Regions from separate parts of the Mus musculus genome. Here region 1 is linked to region 2. A link is a contact called in public Hi-C data. All regions are on one chromosome and are shown on one strand. Each heading gives the region's core, a stretch centred on a gene start, on an enhancer-like site or on the middle of the called end of the contact. The rest is flanking DNA. Distances are from core to core; before and after follow the strand shown.

What was found. A called contact is a pair of places that touch in the nucleus more often than the background predicts.
Region 1: a Hi-C map of liver shows a contact between it and region 2, with 3 times the contacts expected there. The contact joins two enhancer-like sites. A contact is called at or near these places in 2 of 484 Hi-C or Micro-C datasets (both in liver) and 2 of 115 datasets of contacts at active chromatin or transcription factors (embryonic stem cells and stem cell-derived neural progenitor cells).

What each region holds. Positions count from the first base shown.
Region 1 is chr4:105,360,753-105,367,580 of GRCm38.p6, reverse strand. No RefSeq gene overlaps it. Among named protein-coding and RNA genes, the nearest start is that of Gm40217, 45 kb to the right of the region's middle. Within about 2 kb of position 2,825, at least 47 of the 459 cell types and tissues checked have an H3K27ac peak or open chromatin away from gene starts, as enhancers often do. A contact at or near this core is called in liver, where this site is marked.
Region 2 is chr4:105,220,100-105,227,408 of GRCm38.p6, reverse strand. The region is part of intron 5 of Plpp3 (phospholipid phosphatase 3); the gene reads right to left. Among named protein-coding and RNA genes, the nearest start is that of Plpp3, 66 kb to the right of the region's middle. Within about 2 kb of position 5,973, at least 34 of the 459 cell types and tissues checked have an H3K27ac peak or open chromatin away from gene starts, as enhancers often do. A contact at or near this core is called in liver, where this site is marked.

The DNA.
Region 1 (6,828 bases), core at 1,576-4,075, 140 kb before region 2:
TATGTAATTGAGGATGACAGTCAACTCCTGAACCTCCTGGTTCTGCCTACTTTCAAGAGTTCTAAGGGCTGACCCCAGGGCTTCATGCACACTAGGCTAGCTATTGGAACTGTATTCTCAGCCTCATTTTATGGCTTTGCAACATTGATATTGCCAAGTCTTTCTTTCTTCATGAAAACGTCCTTGTTTGAAGAAGAGAGCACTCATGTGCATGCCCAGTTAGGAGCATGGATTTTCCACGATAGCTTTTGTTCTAATCGAAATTATCACTCGTGTAAATGGAAGACCTGGACGATTATGTGGCTTTTTGAGTCTTATTTTTCTCACCAATTAGAAGAACCCAATGTAGTATGTCCCTCAAAATATTGTGGATAGGTTAAATGACACACATTCCTAAGACTCATCGTTAAGGGCTGGCACGTGGAAGTCTGTTCATAAATGCTCGCCAAGTAGTTAACTTTCTGCTAATTCTAAGACTTTTATTTTTCTTGGCTGTCTTGGCCATTAAGTAACTTCACTTTTAATTCCTTGTCTTCTAACTGTATAATCTTTTAGGCTGTATTATTTCCTATGTCCGGGCCTTATTTTAATTTTTAGATTATTACCAAAAAAAAGTAAGTAAGCAGAGAGGCTAGAGGCAGTAAATTTCTTGTGATGCAAGCTTTAGACTCTAAATTTATTCCTAGAACCCTCATGAAAAGTCAGGCATAGTCTCGGGTACTTAATGATACCAACATCAGGGAGATGAAGACAAGTGAATCCTAGGGTTTTCTGGCCAGCCACGCCAGACTAATCAGCAAATCTCTGGCCAGTGAAAGACCCTGTCTCAAAAACACAAGATGGTGCACACCTGAGAAGCAACACTAGAGGCTGACCTCCAACCTCTACACACACATAGTCACACACACACATGCTCATCTCTGCACACATACACAAAACCTAAGTCTTAAAACGTATTGATTGTTGCTGTTCCAGGTTATGAAAGTTACATTTAAAAGATAACAAAAGAAAAAGGGAAAGGAATAAGTTCGGCGTTGTCTTTTCCCTTCTGCCCTTAGTTGAAATGCCCCACTCCAGACTCTGAAACTCCATGAACACCACTGGGATCCCAGCCCTTCCCCACCTCCCCGAAAACAACCACTACTCTTATTTCTATTTCTGTGTTTATCTTCTCCTTACTGGGTTGGGTTTTTTTTTTTTTCTGTTTTTTGTTTTGTTTTGTTTTGTTTTGTTTCACCACATGTGTTTAGTTTTGCAAGCCTATGAACTTTATATTAAAAGAATCATACTGGATGTTCTCCTATACAACTTTCTTTTTCCACTTAACATTCTGTTCTTGATGCTCGTTCTTGTTGCTGCACAAAGCCCTGCTTCGTTAATTTTTTGTTGTTGTGGTGGTGGCGCTATTCACTGTGTGACTCTTCCACAACTAATTCAGCCCCTGTAGTTTTGATGACTATTTCAGGGGTTTCCAGGGGGTTGCTAGTGTAGTCGTGCTGCTCTGAGTGTCCTCTATATGTCTTCTCTGACTTTTTCTCAGGGCCAAAGGATTTACCCATCTTTACCAGGTAAGTGAAAATTATTTCTCAAAATAATTGCGTCAGTTCCTACTTCATGCTCCTTGCATAAACGGTCCCCTTTAATTTCCTTCCCTACACTTCATTTCCTGATTTACTTTTTACTCCACCCACTTTCCTTTGGCTTGAGCTGTCCACTATGAGTTGATGACCACGGAATGTTCAAACTCGGGTCCATACCTTCTTCCCAAGCTCCAGATCCATGTATTCAATGCCTTACTTAATAATTCTTCTTGGTTGTCTTCTGGAAGCATAAGTAACATGCTATTACCTGAGCATACCTTTTTCAGTGAGCTGTGCCATCTTTATCCCATTGTCAAACAACATGGCAAAAACAGAGGGACTCTCTGATATTTCTTCCTTTCCCCTCTGTCCTCCCTTTGATTGATCCCGAAACTTCATTGTTTCTACTGCCCTAACACCTCAAAGTATCTGTTCCCTTTCTTCCATGTGCTTCTGATATTTCTAATTCTCTGTGCTCAGAGCTCACAGCACAGCTCCATGTTCTCATTCCTAGTCATGATGCTCGCCACACAAAGTAATGAGCAAGGGAAGGAACGTCTGTCAAGGGTGTAGCTCAGCACCCAGTAGAATCAAGGCTTCTAAGTGCTTGCTTAAGACACTGTATTTGTTTCAGGATGAGAACCAGCTGTCCTACTGCGATGTAACTCCACAGCAGCCTGAGCTGAGCCCTGGCAAGTCCTGGCTCTCCTTGGCACCCCACCGCTGGTTTAATGTTTAAGCCATACACATTGCTTGGTTAATCACGTGGAGACAGGTCTGGCCTATCAGGCTGGATTGCCTGGGTGACCTAAGCCTATTCTTCCAGACAGGATGACTGGTGCTGCTACATTGATGGTGGCTCTCCCAACCTTGATCTTGAGTGAGAACACAGAACGGCTCTCTGCTCCCACAGTCAAGATGAAGCATAAACACAAAGTGATTCTCTGCTCTCTCAAGCCTTTGGAATTACAACTAGAGCACTGGGGGGTACCATTCTTGCAAATACATCTGTCTTTCCATGTTCATGGCTATTGGACACAGGCAAGCAGAAAAGACCAGAGAACTTTCCAGTTCCCTTGGAGTTCATTGCTATGGAATCTGATTTTTTTTCCTTCTTTGCAACTTCCTGAATAAACTCTTATGTTGGCATAAAAATAATGGCATTTGAATACCCGACTTCAGGGCACACTGAGTTCTTTCCAGCTGGCATTAGTCGAGGTTTTTGCACTTTCTCCTAGAACACAGGCATTCTCTATCAGTACAAAGGTCAGCTGTTATCTTCTCTCCAAAGCCATCAAACCTCAAAATAGCACTGGCTGTGAGAAGGCTAATGTCTTCCTGGCACAGCCCAGTGTCAGCTTTCAAGGGCACCATTTCACAACCAACTGCCAGGGCGACATAAGTGAGACTTGTCTAATACTCAAAGATCCTACAGAAGTCTGAAGGGACCAGTCGAGCTGCTGCCATGCCATGACACTGACTGGGTGAACGAACGGAAATTAACTCTGGTTGAACACCTTCTAGCGCCAAGCATTTCATGTAGACTGTCTTGTTTAATCTTCAGAACCACCTTCTGTGTGAGATATTATTAGGCTAGCTGACAAATCATTCCAAGAAAATAAATTCAGCTTGAGTAAGTGGCTGACCAAGGTCAGAAGAGAGATTCTGGCTTAAGCCCAGAGCTTAGAACTTTCTGTAAGGTACACTTTGACTTTATCTTATGTCATTTAACTTAGTTTAAAAGGAAAAAAAGTCAAATGGAAACAACTGAGTTTTCTGAATCTAGACTCAACTATCTAACAAATACTATATCCCACTTACTCAGTGTGAAGAGCAGAAAGAGGAAATAGAATAAATAAGGTCAATAAATAACTGTTCTCAAATGGGCTTATTGTATGCAGTGGTGGGCAGTGGTAGGCAGTGGTAGGCAGTGGTAGGCAGTGGTAGGCAGTGGTGGGCAGTGGTAGGCAGTGGTAGGCAGTGGTAGGCAGTGGTAGGCAGTGGTAAGCAGTGGTAGGCAGTGGTAGGCAGTTGTGGGGCAGTGTGATGCAAGCTAAAATGGGCAGCTTAACGAAAATGTAGTGGGATTAATGCATCCATTCACTATTTCCCAGTCACTGAGAGCTGGGGATTTGGAGCCACAGAAACAGACATTGGCTTCCATGAGCTCACAGTACAGCTGTAAGAGAAACAAGGGATGTTTACCAAGCAAGGGCCTCCGGCAGAACATGTCAGTCCTCCTCATGGGTCTACAAAGACTGAACACCTGGGTGGTTCTGGAGATGAGTTCTGAAACAACATGTGACAAACAGAGGAAGAGCTTTTCCAGCCTGATGTGTAAAGGCCCAAAGGGCAGAGATGTGAATTCTGGCCTGAGGTGGGGACCAGGCAGCTGGTCTAAAAGGATGAGTAACAACAGCCCAGGTGACAGGCAGGAAGGCAGCACCAGAGGAGACAGCACAGAAGACAGCAAGGCACCAGAGTTCCTTGGAATAATCAGACAAGCAGGCTTGGCCAAGGGAATGACTGGAAAGTAAAGGTCAGGGTGCATCATGGAAGTACCAGTTTTGCAAGGCAGATTGGGCTCTTTCATATAAGCAATAGATAGCTTATATCTTCTGTCACTCTGTCTCTGTCTCTCCGTCACACACGCAGACACACACAGAGGGGGTAAGGAGAGGAAGAGAGGAGGAAGGGAGTTTAGAGATGGAAAGTCCTCAGTGTTAGCTATTGTTGTTTTAAATGACTGTAGCTTGGATGCTGTGACAAACACCACAGTCTGCGTGGCTTATAAACAATGAGAATGCATTTCTCATTGGAGGCTGGAAGTCTGGGATGGAGGTGCTAGAGCAGTAGGAGTCTGCTGAGGGCGTTCTTACTCATTTATAAAGAATCCCTTCCTTCACTGCGTCACCACAGAGTGAGTAAGAGAGGGGACAGGCAAGTTCCCATCTGTCCTCATGAGAGCACCAACTATACACACGATCCTAATAACCTCTCAAGGGCTCTGCTTTCCAATACCAAGCCTGTGGAGGCTAGGGATCTAATGAGGACTTTGAGGAGATACAGGTATTCAGTCTATATGAACTGATTTCACTAAAAAGGCATACATAAGAAATGACATGGCCACATTTGCCATTTAGAAAGCTCACCAATGCAGGCATATGGGATGCTGCTAATGAATCCTTAAGGACAGTAACTGACAGCTACCACTGACAGTAGCTATCATGTTAGGTCAGGGCCCCTAGTCTGCTCTGCCTGGTGTCTCTCACATTTAACTCACCTTCTGGGAATAGCCCCCTCTAATGAGTTGGTTTCTGACATCATATTCAGAGTTTCTGGAGGCTGGTGGTTGTATTGATCTCTGTCCTCAGCTCAGAGAAACGTACACTGTAAGAATATATAGTTCCATGTTGTGCATGCCACAATGGGCTGACCTGCAAAGCACAGCAGGGACACTTCCTCTTGGCACAATTAGTAGTTGAAAGTCCTACCCTTGCAGCCTTACCCGATTCCACGCTTATGACATCGTATACTTCAAGAGTTCCTACTGAGACCAGGGATGGTAAGGATGGAGACCATATACCCCTTGCTTCCCAGAACCATCCACATCCCAGCTTCCAGTTTCTTGGCCCTTGCCTTAAAACTGAGGACAAATGAAATTTGCAGGTCCATCTAGGAAATTACCTCAACACCCAGGTCATTTCCTCGGCGCCATTTACATTTCTAATGTATGGAGAAGCTGAGTTACATTTTCTCCCCATGTGCCCTGGGCTGCTGGTAAATCATTCTCACCCACATAAATGAATGGCAGGTGATGTCACAGCCCAATACGAGCTCCTGATGCCCCAGCTCCCCCTTCATGCTTAATGACTGGCCGGAGTTTCTTTGACTACGGCTCTTTCTTCCATGCTGACAGGTCAGCGCTTTGTAGCTCATGTCTGCCACTTGAGACTAGGCCCATTGATTTTTCAATCTCGTGGTGTTGGACTGCACATCAGACTGACACATTCCAGGTCAATCCCTTATTTGTCCAATGATTCAAGCACATTTTCCAGAGCTATTACCTGTGCTAGGGTGGGCCCAGAGTGTGAAAGGCACATGTTGTATTCTGGAGAGGGGCAGGGCATCACACTGGCTCCAAGATAAAAGGATAATGACTAAGATCTGCTTCCTTCATATCAGTAAAGGATATCATCCAAGGATGAGAGCTGATGCCTATAATCCAGCACTCAGAGACTGAGAAAGGAGGGTTGCAAGTTCAAAGCCAACCTTGGCTATATAGCAAAACTATGTCTCAATAAAATATACAGACCATCTATATGCATATGTTATACATATCTACATACACCTCATCTCTGTGTGCATCCTATATATATCTTATACATGCATGTGAGTGTTTACTACAGTTGCTTACTACAAGCTGGGTGTTGTTGGCTTTAAGTATTTTCACAAGTTAATTCATTCAGTTCTCACAACATAGTCATAAAAGGCAAACTTCTGCAGTTAGCCTCCTTTTACAGATGAGTAAATTGAATTGCAGACAGTTAAGCAATGTGCTCATGTTCTAATAAACTGCAGTGTAAAGATCTGAATCAGGCAGAATATTCTCCAGTTACTAACTGTAATGCTACAACTGCAAATATGCTCACAGTAAAATCCTTCCCAGAAGGGAAGCTTCATAGAAGCCTTGGGGTGTAAGCAGATAGACTTTGTCTTCTTGCTTTTTGAGATTCTATGGTCCAAGCCTAAGACCTTAGACATATTAGGAAACTGTTCGACCACTAAAGTGTATCTCCAAACTGAGCAGAAACACTCGAATTAATCCTTTGAGTCAGGGTTCTGTAGACTACTCACACACACAAAGAAAGACAAATAATGTGGTTTGGTTGGAGTAAAGATGCATTTGTCTTCTGCTGGAAGAAGAGACACACTCTACAGGGAGTGTGAAATCCAGTTGATAGATGGCACAGATGCACAGATACTGCCTGGTGGAAATGGCATTATTTGCTCCCCATTCCTTCACTGTGACCAGGTTCAGTGCTCTGGCTGGTCCACTCACCTTGGTGGTAAGGGACATGGGCTCTGGGATCCCAGGGTGATGACTTGCTTCAACTAATGATGCTGGAACCTGAACATCATCCCCTCCACGGGAAGTCACCTTTAGTACCCATGGCCCAACATAAAGGCTCTAAGTCTCCTATCCTCATTGTCTACTGTTAGAAAACAAAGTAACCCTAAGAGTTGG
Region 2 (7,309 bases), core at 4,724-7,223:
CACAAACACCCTGGACAATATCACCCTTCCTCCAGCAGCAAGACTACACACAAACAAGGAGGCTCTAGGAATCCCACTCACACGATGCGGAGATAAGAAGCTCACAGTGTGAGGCCCCTTGCAATGCCTACTCTGTACTGCTCTCTGGCCACTGCCTACCTGTCTTCTACTTCCTTCTATCCAACCAGAGGTACTGGTCAGAAAGCTTTAGTCTTTAAAGTAAATGGACTTGTGTCTCAAATCCAAGCCTTGCCATTACTGGGGACACAATACCTAGCTCGGGAGTTACAGGGTACAAATGTGGGACAGTGCAGGGAAAAACTAAGTGTCAGCCATCATCAATGGCTGCTGCACTCACTGCCTAGTTATATAAAAATTACTTATTTTCTCTGTGGGAAGGCAAGTAAGAACTAGGAAAAGAAGAAAGGTAGGCACAGCAATATATGTCTTCAAACTCAACACTCAGAAGACTGAGGCAGGAGGATCAAGTTTAAAGCCAGTTTCTGCTATGTATGTAACAAAACAATGTCTCATGTATGTGTGTGTATGTGTGTGTGTGAGTGTACACATACATACATATGAGACTCATATACACATATGTACACAAATACATACATGAGAGAGAGCACACGTGAGTCTGCATGTGCAGACTCGAGCTGGTTACAGAGCCGAGTAGACAGGAGCTTTCTGTAAGGTAGATAGGATCTACTTGCAAAGGCCTACAATTTCTAGAGCTATCTTGAGGAGTGAGTCAGCATAGTGGCAAAAGTCTGTTTTTGATGTCTCATCATGAATCTTCACCTGCTGTGGAGAGAGATGGCAGCCACCCCTAGGGCACACACGGCCCCATCCTGCTGGGATGTAGCCTAGCAAGAGATCACTAAGACCCATGCAGACCAGAAGCCAGAATTCGGTCCTCAGCCCAGCTTCTGCTTCCACGGCAGTGGGTGGCTTAGTCAGCAAACGTTGCAAAGGCTTTTGGCTCGGAGCACATAGTGACAGCAAACTTGACTTGCAGTGCTCAGGAATCCTTGAGGGTTTCAACTCTGCAGACTAAGTAAGTGAGCCCCTTGAAGATAGGAATCACACCGATTACACACTGAGACTTTTAGAAACCCCACCACGTCTCCATACCAGCATGGGATGGATAACATAAAAGCAAGAGAATTTTAGAATCTCAGATGCAAAGGAAAACAAGAGCTGTCTGTCTGGTCAGGGATTTTGCCAAGTGCAGTCCCTTAACCCTCCTGTTTCAGAATCACCCGGACGCTTCGCAAGAGAGATGTCTGAGAATCTGTGGGTGGCCTGGAATGTGCACTTTACCCGACTTTGTAGCAATCTGTGGTATAGACTAAGTAGCCGAGAGAACAGCAGTGGACAGTATGGGAGGGCAATGGAGGGGCTCAAACCCTCTACCTCGGGGCCTCGAGGCTTGTATCCTGGACATAGTAGCTCCTTCAACTCCACGCTGGGATCCACCACAACTTCTCCCACCAGAGCTGCTCCCACCTCTCATTGGTCCCTCATTCTGTACAGTTAATAACCTTCCATTTTGCTGTTACAACACAGGCTTTGATGTGTGGTTCTCTAAATGCTCTATCATGCTTCCCTTTCTAGACTGTGAGCTACTCCAAGGCAAGGAGTTGTGCTGAGTCATTCTGGCCGCCTCCCGGGTGACTACAGACACCAGAGCTGCCTCTCTTCTGCCTACACTTGCAGAAGTGTGCCTTGGCCTAGGGATTTCCTTTCAGGTTTCTAGTGTTCCACACAGAGCTGTCTCTCAAATTGAGTAGAGAATCTTCTTTGGAGAAGAAAGCTCCAGGAACTGATGCACCCTCATGGCCTAGTAACAGTAAGGACTGTATAATGAATGACAAAGTATCTTTGGCAGCCTAGTCTTTTGACTCTAGGAGAGTTACTCAATTCGTAGTCATTGCTTTTTAGCCTCAATAAAAGGCTTTCGGTGGCTGCTGGCACCAGGAATTTGCCAGTGTCTGTGTTAGCCCTGTGCATCTGAAAGGGACAATGATGGGCTAGGATCATGCTGCTGTGTGATGCTCAGCCAGCAATTACAACCTGTTTCTCTTGATGCAGTACAGAATTGAACAATGTTTTCTAATCACCTACTTGCCTTGCATTTGTGTACAACTGGTACTTAAACAACAACAACAACAACAACAAACAGGACTAGAGAGATGGCTCAACAGTTAAAAGCACTTGCTGTTTGTCTGGGGACCCAGGTTCAGTGTTCAGCATCTATAATTGTCCTCCAGTTCCAGGTGATCTGACACCTTCTCCTGTCCTCTCAGGGCAGCAGGCACCCATACAGTACACAACAAACATGCAGGCAAAATACTCATACACATAAAATAAAACTTAAAAGTTAAGGATATCTCTATCTATCTATCTATCTATCTATCTATCTATCTATCTATCTATCTATCTATCTATCTATAGTGTACACTTGCTCTCTCTTGCAAAAGAGCAGAGTTTGGTTCTTGCCCTCACACCTGTGCCCACCCAGTGTCCAAGTTGGCTCCCACCATACCACTGTCTGGCTGTTAGGAAGTAACAAGAGCATCTATAGGTCACCACCAGCATTTAAAAAGATAAAAGAGAAAACGTTAGACAGGACCTGCCAACATGCCAACTAGCAAGCAGCAAGATACAACTGCCTCCTCTGGGTTTCGATTTCCTCCCTCTCAGCAAAGGAACAAAAATAAAAAAAAAAGAGAGAGATTCTTAATGAACTTTGCAAACTATGGAGTGCTGTAACGATACTGTTACCATCTCCTGATTTATGCCTTGGCTTCCTTTCCCTGCCACATCTACGTTCCTGCCGACCTGACAGTGGGGAACTAGGTAGCGAGGTCAGCTTTGGGCATTACTGTCAGACTTTTGTTCAGGGGATGTGGGTGTCATTTCTTCCATCCCTCTTGACTCTGGCAACACTGGACTACATCCAGAGGGAGCAGGTAAGAATCTCCTACTACAAGAGGAAAAAGTCTTACAAATTCCAGGGACAGAATGCAGGCTTGGTACTGCTGTTTTACCCCTGAAACAACACAGCGACCTGGAATTGGTTCTGACTCTGTGTGTGTGGACTTGGGTGTGTCCTGGGCTCTCCTCACTGAGCTTCCTCTCACAAGGCTGCCGTGGCCCGGCTCTTCCTCACGTGAGCATTCTTGCCCCTCACTCTTCCCAAGGTCACTGCTCTGGGCCAGAGACAAAGAATGCCCTCGCCCTTCCCTGCATCCTGGAGGAAGATAGCAGGCACAAAAGAGCAACTGCTAGTGGGGGGCCACACCCCCAGGAAGAGAAAACCAGGAAAGACTGCTGTGTGTTTATAAAACTTGGGAGCAGCTGCTTCCTCTGCAGAACCCATAGCCATGGGGGCCTGGCCCTCCTCTGACCCCTCTCAGTGCCCCCCTAATTTACCATCTGTTAGAGGGTCAGTAAGGAGGTGACCAGATATGCAAGTAGTCATCAGACAGGAAACCAACCGATGTCCGCCCCTCTGTCCCACTGCCTGGCTGAATCCAGGTAGAGGTTTGAATCTTTGGTAGGGAGAGCTGCAGAGCTGTGCAGGTAGGAAGAACAAGGGTCTGTGCAGCAGCATTTGGCTCTGTCTGTCTGTCTGTCTGTCTGTTCTGTGCACCTGGAGGTCTAGTCTCTGCAAATGAAAGATAACGCATGTGTGTTACCTCTTCTGGCTCTGGGTGTGTCTGGGCTGTGGCCTTCTGCTTTGTTCTTCTGTTCACATCCTGCAAAGGTGTGCCTTGGTGTGCTGTCCTGCCTGAGTTCTAGCATCTGTACTGAGTCCAAGGCACTGTGTAGACTGCGTTTCATCAGGTTCCAGAGTCTTCCCTTTCTGGAAAGCCTTCAGTGGGCAAGCAAACTAAACCCATACTCCCTGTGCACGCCACTTTTGCCTAGACAAATCTGCTTGCTGTGAAAAAGCCAACCTCCTCAGACTTGGATGAAAGTGCTGGCTCTCAGCCTGCTGTCCAAGGCCATGCAGGAGCTGAACCATGACTAGGGTGACACTGAACCACTGGCAGGCTTAAGGGTGATCCCCAAATTTAGGACATGTTTGGGAAGATTGCTCTACCTGAAAGAGCAGTCCCAGCTTGGGTACACAGACACTGTCCCAGAGAATAACCTCTGTGCAAAAAGATGGACAGGCTGCAAGGCTTCCAAGCTTAACTGACAGATAAAGAGCCAAGGCTCAGAGGAGAAATCCCACCCAAGGCCACACCCAATTCATCACTCATGATTGCCCCAAGGTTGATCAACCAACAATGAATGTCAGCTATGACACCAGCCACCCAGAATAACCAACAAGACTAAGCTATGGATTCTGGTGGTAAGGCATTAGCAATCTAGCTGAGCAGACAGACACATGAGCAGGTAAAGAGCAGAAGAGGCCAAAGCCATGACAGAGCAAAGAATTGGGAACACTAAATGAAAGTTGGGCAGTTCTAGCCTTAGGGACTGGGGAAGGTATGACGAGATGAACACTAGTCTCTCAAATGTATCCAGGAGCCACTCTCCAGACCTGACTAAATAACTTTGCTGATGAGATTAAGGTATGGCCATGGAAATGGACGCATGACTCCGGGTTATAAATGCAATCACAAGCCTGAGGAGGGGCGGGCAGGGAGAGAGGCCATACACCAAGGAACACAGGTAGCTATAAAAGGCAAGAAAATGCTCCATTTGGCCTCTTCATGGAACACAGCCTTTTCTACACCTTGATTATGGCCTAGAGAGACTCAGTTTTGATTCCTGAGTCCTGGGACTTAAACATCTGTACTGTAGATTAGGCTCACTTGTTACAGCAGCTATGAGTGACTCATACAAGAGGGTTCACCAGAGAAGAACTGGACTGTGCTCTGTCAGGAGTAGGAAGCTATCTAGAGCAAGGACTCTGTCATAAAATAAGAAGCTTGGCATTTCTGCAGGTGAGAGGAAGGGGACGGGAGGTCTTCGAGTGTTGGCTTTGTGTCAGACTGTTAAGAGTCACCTCTGGCTTCTATGTTTTCTCTGTGTGCCTTAATCCCTGACTCCTGTGTTTTCATCTTCGATGAAAATAGTTACTACAGTTAACAATTCACAGGCGTTAGCGAACCCACACCTCTGCTTGGGCCACCAGAGGCCACACAGGTTTGGCAGGAGAGGTTTTCTGGCAGAGGGGAAAATGGATTCTAAGCACCCTGTGGCCTAAGTGTTATGTGCTGTATCTCTCTCTCTGGAACCTTCTGACCCAGGAAGATGTCACTGTGTGTTAAGAACCTTGACTACATGGTGGCACCCACCTGCAATCTCAGCACTCAGGAGACAAGGGCAGGTGGGTCTCCATGAGTTTGAGTTTGAAGCCAGCCTGGTCTACATAATGAGTCCCAGGCCAGGCGTGGTTACATAGTGGGATCCTGTCTCAAAAATACAATAATACTAATGAAATAGATATCACAAATGTACTGCATTCGTAAGTGAGAAGAACACTTGTTTTCCTCAGGACTTGCTGGACTTAAGGGACACCTCTAATCCTATGACATAAGCAAAGCAGAGGTGGGACACCACAGCCCAGAACACTAAGGCTCCACTGCGCGTGAGAGCTGTCAGAGCTGAAACCAGGCAAACAAATGCCCTCCATCCTCTCAAGCCAGTCTGGGGCCACGACACTCAGTGTCCTCGTCAGACACCACCTTGAGGACCAGCCTCTCTGACTCAGCGCAGTAGCTGGAGTTCAGTGTCTGTCTCCCCTTGTAATCAAAACCAGTACCACACCATCAGGCGGGCATCTCTCAGTGGGAAAGAACACGCTGGCTTCCTTTGTCCCTGCTGTGCATTCCCAAACTCTCACACTGAGCAGCCGGCCACAGCTTCCAGAGACTTCTCTGCCCGGGCCTGTCAGATGGTTTAAGCAAAACAAATCCCTCAGTGCTGTGCTTCTAAGCTAGTGGGACCAGGAGGTCCTGGCTGTGTACCAGGTGGAGTTTGGTATCTAAAGAAAAGCAATCAATTAGACCGAGCCCCTGTCACCCCATGTTGACAGGCAAAAAGGGCAAAAGACAGGGTAAGATTTCTGTCACCTCTTCCCAAACTGTCCCCTTGGTGAAAAGAAAACTTCAGACTCAAGAGGCTAACCGGATCAGCACAAGGCTTGGGAAGGACCCTACAAAACACTTAAATGACACTCTTTAAAACAGCTGGCTACACCATTTCTGCCTGAGGTAGCTCAGGCTGGCCTAGTGTCTGGTGCCCCTTCCCCCAGTGCTAAGCACAGAGGGCACTGGCTGTGAGTCAGTCTCAGAGCAGCTCTTTGGCCTTGGGGGAGCGAAGTCATCTCTCCAAGCCTGGGTTGCTTCATCTCTGCAGTGGTGCCATGTGTCCAAAAGAAGTCACAGGGCAAAGTATGCAGGGAGGTGCCAGGCAACAGTGGGCGCTCTACAGACTCTGGGTTCAACTTCTCAGGCCAGTGTGCCAGAGCCAAACAGGATAAAGGCAAACTCACAGATTTCCTTCTGGAAAAGAAGCTTTCATTCTCCCGAATTCTGTCTAATTGCTCACGGCCAGAGCCCCATAGTTGTGGTATGAAAGAGAGGAAGGCTGGGGACGATCCCCACACCTTTTAATTGTTTAAGTTGGGGGGTAAGGGAGACTTCAATGAGGGCAGTGGCACACTCTCACAAGGAGATGCCCAGAAGCAGGTCCCATGGGCTGCCCTCCTGCTGAGAGCAAAGCCCAGGAGGGTACAGGCAGCAAAGAGTTACCCTTCTGTGCAAGTACCCCCCCCCCCCCACTATCATCACATATGAAAGGGCCAGGCACCAGGGGACAAGCTGGAGGGTGACAGCTGTTCTGGGTAACAACACACACACACACACACACACACACACACACAGATTTTGAGAGAGAGAGAGAGAGAGAGAGAGAGAGAATGAATGAATAAGAGAGCACTGAAGACAGCCATCATCAAAACAGCCAGGCGTCCTATACCTAAGCTAGCAGGTAGATCAGGTCTTTCTTTCACCAGTGTCTACACTGAACACCCTTACTTCATCTCTGTGATGCTGACCATACTGTGTACAACCTTTGCTGAGCTGCCAAGGGCCCATATGTCCAATGCAGTCCTACATTGCCCTTGGGACTTCCTATGGGATTGGATTGGGCACCTTGAAGAAGGGCTCAAGAAAGCTCAATACCAAAGTTTGTACAGAGCAGCATCTAGAATATGGAAAAGAGGCAGGAAAGGTAGGGAAATGGAGGCTCAGAGAAGTGGAAAGCCCGATCCCACCTTAATTGG